2 separate regions of the Cricetulus griseus genome follow, and region 2 is linked to region 1. A link is a contact called in public Micro-C data. All regions are on one chromosome and are shown on one strand. Each heading gives the region's core, a stretch centred on a gene start, on an enhancer-like site or on the middle of the called end of the contact. The rest is flanking DNA. Distances are from core to core; before and after follow the strand shown. Region 1 overlaps Arl15 (ADP-ribosylation factor-like protein 15). Region 2 holds the start of Fst (follistatin).

Evidence for each region. A called contact is a pair of places that touch in the nucleus more often than the background predicts.
Region 2: a Micro-C map of the CHO-K1 cell line shows a contact between it and region 1, with 2.5 times the contacts expected there. The contact joins the promoter of Fst here to the enhancer-like site in region 1. A contact is called at or near these places in 2 of 8 Hi-C or Micro-C datasets (both in the CHO-K1 cell line).

Annotation. Positions count from the first base shown.
Region 1 is chr2:331,951,491-331,955,752 of CriGri-PICRH-1.0, forward strand. The region is part of intron 4 of Arl15 (ADP-ribosylation factor-like protein 15); the gene reads left to right. Among named protein-coding and RNA genes, the nearest start is that of Ndufs4, 270 kb to the right of the region's middle. Within about 2 kb of position 2,326, at least 1 of the 6 cell types and tissues checked has open chromatin away from gene starts, as enhancers often do. A contact at or near this core is called in the CHO-K1 cell line, where this site is marked.
Region 2 is chr2:332,299,068-332,303,759 of CriGri-PICRH-1.0, forward strand. Fst (follistatin) reads right to left here and starts at 2,988. Exons shown (of 6, transcript XM_027401433.2): 1 at 2,389-2,988; 2 at 269-460. The coding sequence starts at 2,473.

The DNA of each region.
Region 1 (4,262 bases), core at 1,076-3,575:
TGTGTTTATTTCGAACCTCATCAAGGACAGCTATCATTTTACTATTTAAAAACATTTAGGGAACAAAGGGCATTGGTCAACATGTTTACAATCCCATGGTTAGAAGATAAAAAGACATCTATCTTTCTTGATCAGGCTGAGATGAGGAACAAAGGTATTTACCCTAAATACCAGTGTCTCCTCTCCAGTCACTACCAGAATGAGTGACATGACACCAACAAGGGAACTCCAGAACCCAGTGTTCCATGGATAAACATCAGCTCCCTTCATTCCCCTTTCTCTTCCTGATGTCACTGGAGAGAAATACACCGTACTTGTTCCTGCTTCGAATGTTTCCTCTCAGAGACATAGCTATTTGCTCAACGTGCACACACAAGCATGCTACTCCCATCTCCCCTTCTCTTCCTCTCCATTCGGGCTTGGTTTCACCTCTGCCTCCCACTCCCACCCCCATATTAGTGTAGAAAGTGCTAATTTTACTTTGTTTCCTGTCCTTCATTAGAAAGTAAGCAGATTCAGGCTGTTCTGCACCCAGTTGGAGTGCTAGATGTCTTGGCAGAAACAGGTAATTTCTCGCCAACTAGCTACTCTCACATTTGTGCATAGGACTGCAAATACCTGAGGTTCTGCAGACTTCTCCACACTCATTATAATGGCTTCCCTAATTTCTTCCAAGCCTGGCAGATCTGACCGGGAGGGCTTCTGCTATTGACTACACAGTCTATTGAATAACACCTTTGGCACACACCTCTGAAACTTACAATGTTGTACTTGAAGTTGTTAAAGAAAACTGTGTGACTGCTGATCTTTGCAATATGGTTCCTGTTTGCAGAGAGACTGATAGTGATCTGTAACAAAAGCCCTAACCAGGAGGTGTGATGAGGCTGTATCATGTCCCATACCGTTGCCAAGGAAGTATTCCGCCACACCTGGTGCTTCTGAGATACATCAGTGATGTACTCCTTCTCAAGGGAGAACAGAAGCAACCGGAGATAAAAAAAAAAAAAAATCCCAATGGAAGTTCAGATCATAGAAAGCCAATTAATTGTACATCTTCTTGTGCTAATGTAACTGTAATTAGAGCATTAATTTGTGTTGATACTTTTAAGGTTTAATGGACCTTCTAAAGGCATGCGTGTTTGTTTACTGTCAGTCTCACCAAATTAAAGCTCCCATATGAATGCATAGACTCTATTGCCTTCTCAGATAAAAAATATACTTCATAAATCTCACCTGGTTTGGATCCCCAACAGTCTCCCTGGTAATTCAACTCCTGGATTTCACTTGCCAGATGCCAATGTCTTGTACTGCTGTTTCTCCAGAGCCAGATCCCTGGGGTTTAGCGTTTATGAGTGTACTGGCCTGCTCCTGCTTCAAAAGCCTTGCCATCGTCCTCAGTGTAATTGCAGAAATTCTGCTACATTTTAGAAATATCACTTTCCCATGTTCCACCAAATCGACACCACACTCATTTGCACATTTGTGTAAATACTTCCAAACATTGCCTGCCAGATACCTTTAAAATGTCTACCTTTTCTAACTCGGGCTTCTCTAGTTCCCTTTCATGGGAGGCTTGTCTGCATCAGTCCCTGAGTCATTAGTAGTTAGGCACTTGATGTCTAGCTTTCTTGGCAGTGGGACAAGCTGAAGCCTCAGCTATGCCTTGGCCATATGTTCTTATGGCATATGCCATGCGATTTCTAAGAATGGGCAAATCAGAGCATCTTTCCAGCTTCAGTTAAAGATTGATAGCTCAGGATCTGCAGTGTGTGTCAGCATGCTGCTGCCTCATGTCTATTTACCCAGAGTGTTTTGAGGAATGTGGCTTCCGTTTTGATGGCATACTCATAAAATATGGATCAAGAGGGCCCCCTTCCTTCCTCTGTCAGAGGAGTTTGACAAGTGAGGGACCCAAACATTGCTAAATCCTTCTGGAGACAAGACTGAGACACAGTGCAGCCACTTCTGAGCATCAGTGAAGCTTCGTCGTAGCTGCTCTTCTCAAGCCAGACCCTGGCACAGTGCTGCCTCCTGGAGCAAAATAGATTGAAGGAAATAAACTACTAGTGTTTTTTAAAAGAGTTCTGATCCCTAGTGCCAGGCCCCTGGAATGGCAGTAACATGGATTCTTTAATTACCATGCTCTGTGAGGGCAGAAGCCTTGGTTTTATGTTTGGCCAGTGCACAAAGTCAGTGCAGACTCCTAGTACACACTGGCAGCTGAGTTGGAGCTTCCGTCTGAAGAATGAAGCCCTTGTCTATAAGGCATGTGCACCTTATCTCTCCCCATACAGGCTTGAGCCGATGGAGTCATTCTCCATCAAATCTTCTATGTTGAAATTCCTAAGAGAACTTTTTGATGATTCAGTCTATCGGCATGTTCCACTAATCTTCATATCTGACGTGATATCAGAGACACACTTAATGAGTTGCAGCTCTCAAGTAAGTTGCTACAGTCAGGCCTAAAAGGCTTTCTCAGGCAATTCCAGAGATCCACTTTCCCTTATCTCCTTGGTTTCAGGGCCTTCTAGAGAACAAATGGCTGGTCCTTTTCCAAAGGGACCAAATTTCCTATCTGGTGCTTTTATTCCCCAGAAAGAAAAGAAAAAACAGTTGTCTTCCCCTAAGAGACTGGATCCAGAGCAAACTGAATCTCAATGTCCCCCGACATCCCCCCACAATAGACTGCCTCATATGGAGCAGTGTGACTCCTGAGCCTCAGTGGTTTGTGATAAAGGTAGGCCACATCTCTGATGTGCAGACCAGACTACAGTGAAGGATCAATTGATGGCATAGTTGATGTTTCCTGGGTGGCCTGTCCCATGTCTCCATGTGATGCCTTGTGCCTCCTTGGGACATTAAGAGCCTTTGAGTACAATTATATATAAAGGGTCTCTGTCTGCCATCTCTAGCCTTATGTTTGTTCCAAGCAAGACACTCTACCTTTGGTTTTCAGAATACTAGGTTAGGCCCATGTTTGTCGGCCAGGCTTAATACTAATACCAATGCCTTAAAAGGTGTCACTTGTCCCTAACCTAGTTAATAATTTCTTTTTTAAAAAAAATCTAATGTTCTGTGTTCTGGGATCTCATTTTCCGTTTCTCTTTCAGTTCTATATTTTTGTTCTTCCTGTAGATACAGCCAGGTTGAATTTTAAAATGTTCTCTTAATTAAATCTGTTCTGAGTGTCTTTTGAGTTTTAGAACTTCTACTTTAGAATAGAAGCCAAATTAGGAAGCAATGGGTGAACACATAAAGCCAGCCAGCATGTCAAAAGCCAACCTGAGAACAAAATGGTTGATCCTTCTTCCTTCATATACTGACATTTAAAGCATATGTTGCATGTTGTCCTAGATGAGATTACTTTTCACAGGCCAGATTCTTAAAAGAATTAAGTATGATAGTGATTCATATTTTACATTTCTTCCAATTACTAGAGTTCTACAACTAAAGTAAGCAAACAGGAGCAGCTGCAATGTAAAGCTCTTATTGGTTGGGTCATAAAAGCAAATGCTCTTAGAAGTAACAGATTTTCCTAGAACAATGTAGATATTGTTAAAAATTGTTTAATAATACAAGTTAGATTGAGGTTTTAAAGGTCCTTTTATATTATGTTCTCATAATCTATAAATCTGTAAATCAGATCAACTTTTCATATAGGTAAATCCCACACCCTGGGGGTGACTTTGACTCTTTTCCTACATAGGCAACATACCTGAGAGTTTTCATCTTGTGACCCGGCAGCCTTGTAAGTCTTTGGAAGCCTGTTTGTGTCTGTCCATAGCACCATGCCAGGTACATAGTGAAGTTCTCAAAAAGTGGATAGAGAGACAGTCCTGCCTGTCTTGGAGGACGTCTCATCTTGCTGTAGCTTGGTGTGCTCCAGCATCTTTGTCCAAAGACTAAGGGCAAGAAAGGGAAAAGACTGTAGTCTCCACCTTATTTTGTTAGCAGTTGGTTCAGCAAGCCCTCACTGAGCATCTGGTCCACATGGTTCCTGCTCCAGATGTGGGGTTAGTCAAGAAAATGAGAGGGCATGCTTTGCAAAAAACTCTATTAGACCCAAAATCTGCCTTCATTCTGGAAAATTCCTATTCCAGTAGGGGGGTGGAGAAATAATCAAAGGCTGTACAGACATGGAATGAGTGAGCAATCTGTGCTTGAGGGAAGGGACTTCAAAGAAAGGAGGCAGAGGAGAGTGAGTGAGAAGAGGTTACTAACTGGATCTATTGGGTAAGTAGCAGTTGAGCCATGAAAATTAG
Region 2 (4,692 bases), core at 1,738-4,237, 350 kb after region 1:
GGGGCTCAGGACTCATGTCCTGTATCCAAATTTTCTCAAAGACCACACTAGTTGGCGGCTTTCACTACCACACTCAGCTAAGAAGCCTGAGGACCGACCTCTGCCGACCTTGTTTTGCCTACAGCGCTGGATTCCACCTAGCTCACTCTACCCGGGGAAAACATGGAGAAACCGAACAAAACTCTGCCAGTCCCAGCCAGACAGTGGGAAAGCTGAGGGCAAGACGCCCTCTACTGAGGGCCTGCCGCCTAGGGAAGAGAAGGCCCACCTTTACAGGGGATGCAGTTGGGGGCGCCTCCGTTGAAAATCATCCACTTGAAGAGAGTATTGTGGTTCACATCCTCCTCGGTCCACGAGGTACTCAGACGGCCGGTGCTGCAGCACTCCTCTTTGCTCAATTCTGTCTTATACAGGACCTGGCAGCGGCCATTCTTGGCTTGGCGGAGCCAGCAATTCCCAGCTGTGAAGAGACAGGGATCAGGAGGTGAATGAGCAAGCAGTGGGGTAGGGCAAGGAAGGGGGCTAGAGACGGCAAAGAGGCCTGATGGGTCTGGGAACCAAACGATCGAGGGAGAGTGGGTGGGGGGCAGAGAGAGAGAGAGAGAGAGAGAGAGAGAGAGAGAGAGAGAGAGAGAGAGAGAGAGAGAGAGAGAGAGAGAGAGAGAGAGAGAGAGAGAAGAGGAGAGGAGAGAGAGACCCATACCGAGGTGGGAGGTGGGCTAAAGCAGCCACAGCCGCAGTGCCCTAGCCATATCAATGTCAGTTACCAGTGACCCAGACACAACACGTGCAGCTTGCATTGACTTTTACTAGACTGTTTACTTTTATTCGTCCCATTTCATAACCTGCAGCGACTGGAAGAACAGATTAAAGAACCTGACAAAAACAGGATGCGACGGATGTTTTTACATGTTGGTTTCATGTAGGCGGTAAGAGAATTATTTGTGACAGGGGTTAAGAAAGTAGAGAGAGCAGACGTGGAAGGGAGGGAAGGAGGGAGGGAGGGGGAGTAGGGAGAATGAATATGAATCTTCAGAAACAGATCAAGCAAAAGACACTTGTGAAAAAATGAAAGCAAAAAAAAAAAAAAAAAAAAAAAAAAAAAAAAAAAAAAAGAAAGCAGCCGGGCCCAGCCTGGGTTTGCCCTGTGCGGCCTCGAGGCGCAACCCGCCCGTCGGGCCCGTTTTGCAATCGGCCAGCCCGGAGCACGGCCGCAGCCACCGCGATCTTTCGAAATCTCCGAGGGCTGCTTTCCCTGGCGCCCACGTTCCGGCACCCAGGCAGCGCCCCTATCAGAGAGGCGGGCTGCCCAGCCTAGTGTCGGGCAGACGGCTAGGGCCAGTGCCCGGGAGGGCAGCTTACAATACACAAAACTTTACCGCTCTAACAAGCAAAGCAGCAGTACTAAAGGGGGGAGGTGTCCAGCAGGTCACATATACCTACCTCATGTCTACCAAGAACTCTTTGCAAATAGTTTTCTCCCCTAGCCCTTTTCATGGGTTCGGACTTTGGACAAGAAGACTTCTCATGAATCACCAAAGTGACTCGAGCAACTGGAGCGCAAACTGCATGGTCACCACTATTTAAAAAAAAAAAATCCTGCCCGGAGACTAATTGTTATAAAATAAATCATTTAAAAATTTTAGAAGATAAATTTCCGAAATTCGCTCTTTAATCCACGTCAGAATTGAAATCGCTCGTGGGCTGCTTATTGTTTTACAGAAAGTTAGCAGACATGAATGAGGCAAAGTGGAGAAAACTGTAAAGTACTTAAAATGCTTCGGGCTAATAATTTGGCTTGTCCTTTTTCTTCTCCTTTCTCGCGGGGCTCAGGGAGAGGAGTGGAAGGAGCATCCACTAACACTACCTCCCTCTAAAAATTTCAGTACCCACATTTCCAAGTTTGGGCAAAGTTTCTGAAACCACGTCCCCCAGCCACCCAAGAAAATTCGTTATTTCCCATCCCCCACCCCAAGTCATTTTTTAAAAAGTCACCAAAAGATATGGAAGGAAGATAGGTTAGATCGTTAGTAGGTCGACTACAGCCTCCAGGCTATTATGGATGCTCGTCCTTCTCCTGAGCCAACTAGAGGAGATAACATCTAAAGTCATTATGACCAGAACTTGGAGCATCTATCCCTAACTACTGAGGTTCCAGCTCACCCACTCACGCCTTTTCCTTTTTGAGGATAACCCGACTCTAAACTCTGCTCTCTATCCCAAAGTGTCACTGCTTCAGTCCTTTCCCCCTACTCCTTTCTCCCGGAGTGGCCGAGAGGTTCTAACATCTTCCGAGAGCAGCGTCGGTAGAAACAGACCGAGTCGAGACCGCAGAAAAGTAGAACCCCTGCTCCAGCCGAGCCTCTGGGCGCATCCCGCTCCACTCACCCTGGGCGCTGCGGTCCTCCATGAACTGGCAGAGTAGCAGCAGCAGGAGGCAGAGCCCGCCGGGCTGGTGCCTGGCGCAGACCATCCTGGGGCAGGCGCAGGGCGAGGAGCGCGGCGGCGGGTGGCTCGGACCAGCGGCGCGCGTCGCAGAGGCGAGCGGCGGAGGGCGCAACGATCCTGGCGCAGCCCCGCGCTCGCCACCGGCCGCCCGCGCGATTCAATGGACGTCAGAAGCCGGGCGCAGCCGCTCTTTAAATCTAGACGGGGGTCTTAAGGTTTGAGGTGGGCGGTCTCCCAGTGTGTGGGGCTGTGGGAGGGCGGCCGCGACCGAGGGTGTGCCGGCTCTTTGGGGGTGGGGAGCTTTTAAAAGTTCAGTGTGAATCAGGTGACATTTCCCACCTTCTGGAAACCCTTCCCAATTATCTGTCGGAGGTGCCCGAAATCAAAGAGGCAGGAGGGGAATCGCCGAGTTCTTATTTGCGTAGAAGCGGGAGGGGTCGGCCACAGGGGCGGGGGCTGGGGGCGACGCTTCGGGGTTGGAGAACATCCACTTCAGTCCTGCACGCCGCCGCTCGGAGCCGGCGCGCCCGGGGTGGCGTGCGAGTGTGAGTGTGTGTGAGTGTGAGTGTGTGTGTGTGTGTGTGTGTGTGTGTGTGTGTGTGTGAGCGCGAGCGCGCGACTGTGTGTATGCGCGAGTGTGTGTGTGTGTGTGTGTGTGCGCGCGCGCGCGCGCGCGTGAGTGAGGGTGCTGGAAGAGGCGGCCAGTGGAGCAAGGGGGACTCCGGGAGTTGGTCCCCCGCACCTTTGCTCCAGGGCTCCAGAGAGACTTCTTCAAATGCCGCAGGATCCTGGAGCTGCTGAAATGCCCCCGGGAACAGTTTCAGGATCCTCCCCGCTGAGCCTTGGCGCGGGGTCCAGGCGACGTTTTGTGTCCCGGGGTCTCTTGCGTGTCTTACTTTACGGCCACCGTGCCCTCTCCCCCCCACCCCCAAGTCCCCCAGACTGGAGTGGTTGCTAAGAACCCCGACCCCGGACACCTTCCACCCGGGCGGAGCGCTGCCGAGACGCGGCCCTCGGTCTCCACAAGTCAGAGGCAAACAAAAATGTTTAACACCTCGGAGCCGGTCGCCCCCGGCAGTCTCGCCCTCTCCCTTTCTTTTCTCCCCTTTCACTTCGCAGCGTCTGGAGCCGCAGCCCGGAGCGGGGGCGCCGACGTAGGCGGTCTGCCCCCCTCCTCCTCCGCTCCGAGACGCCCCAGTTTCTGTCCCGAGTCTCAGTCTCCCTCCCTCCCTCTCTCCTTCCCTCCCTCCCTCTCTCCCTGTCTCTCTCTCTCTCTCTCTCATATTAAAAAAAAGATTGCACCATGATATTGAACTTATGCAGCCTCAGTTTATTGAGTGCAATGCCTGGCATTCTTCGCCGAAAGTTGGCGGGTCTTCTCATTTATAACATTTTCTGGCACGGCTGAATGAAACTGAGGAGGCGATATTTCCTTTTATATAAAACGATTACTTCACGGAAAATGCTATATTGTTGATTTCAAAGCTGCCTTTTAAATTTCTATTCTTTTCGCTTCTGAAGCCCGAAAGACAACAAACAGCGAACTATGCAGACAAAAATTCTTGGACATTCTCAGATCATTGGGATTTGTTCTACGGATTTCAAATTCTCCCTTTTTTTCTCCCCCCGCCCTACCCCCCCCGACCCTCCTCTGGTCCTCCTCTCATCCTCCCACCCCCATCTTCCATCACCCTCCTCCCACCCCCTCCACAACTGCAAATAACTCAGTGATAACAGATTTTTTTCCACCAACTGCAGGAGATAGTGCTAATCTTTTAATAAAAGATCCCATTACAATGGGATCTGTCTGGACAGACTATAATAGATCCCGAAATACAGCCGTGCTAATATTAGAAGACAGTTGTTTGGGTGCCTCTCAGACGGGCCCAAGCCCCCCTTTGAAAGTGGGCATGAATCACAAAGCCCCGCGGCCGCCGCACCTGCACCGCGCGCATTCGGTGCAGCAGGCTGGTAAAAACGGGTGACCTCGCCGCCGCTTTTCGCTTTATAATTACAGTCATGAGGACGGGAGGAGAGGGGAGGGGAGTGGGTGGCCCGGGAGAGCCGGCTTTTTGCTCACTTTAGACGGCTCTAGGGGCTCCACATCCTTCTTAATCTTTCCAGATTCATTTTGTCTGTTTCTGTCTGTCTGCCTGTTTGTCTGTCTCTTTCCTCTTCTGGCTTTTCCTCCCTCCTCCCACTTCCCTCTTCTCTCTTTCCCAGCCCTTCCCGGCTTCTGTCTCC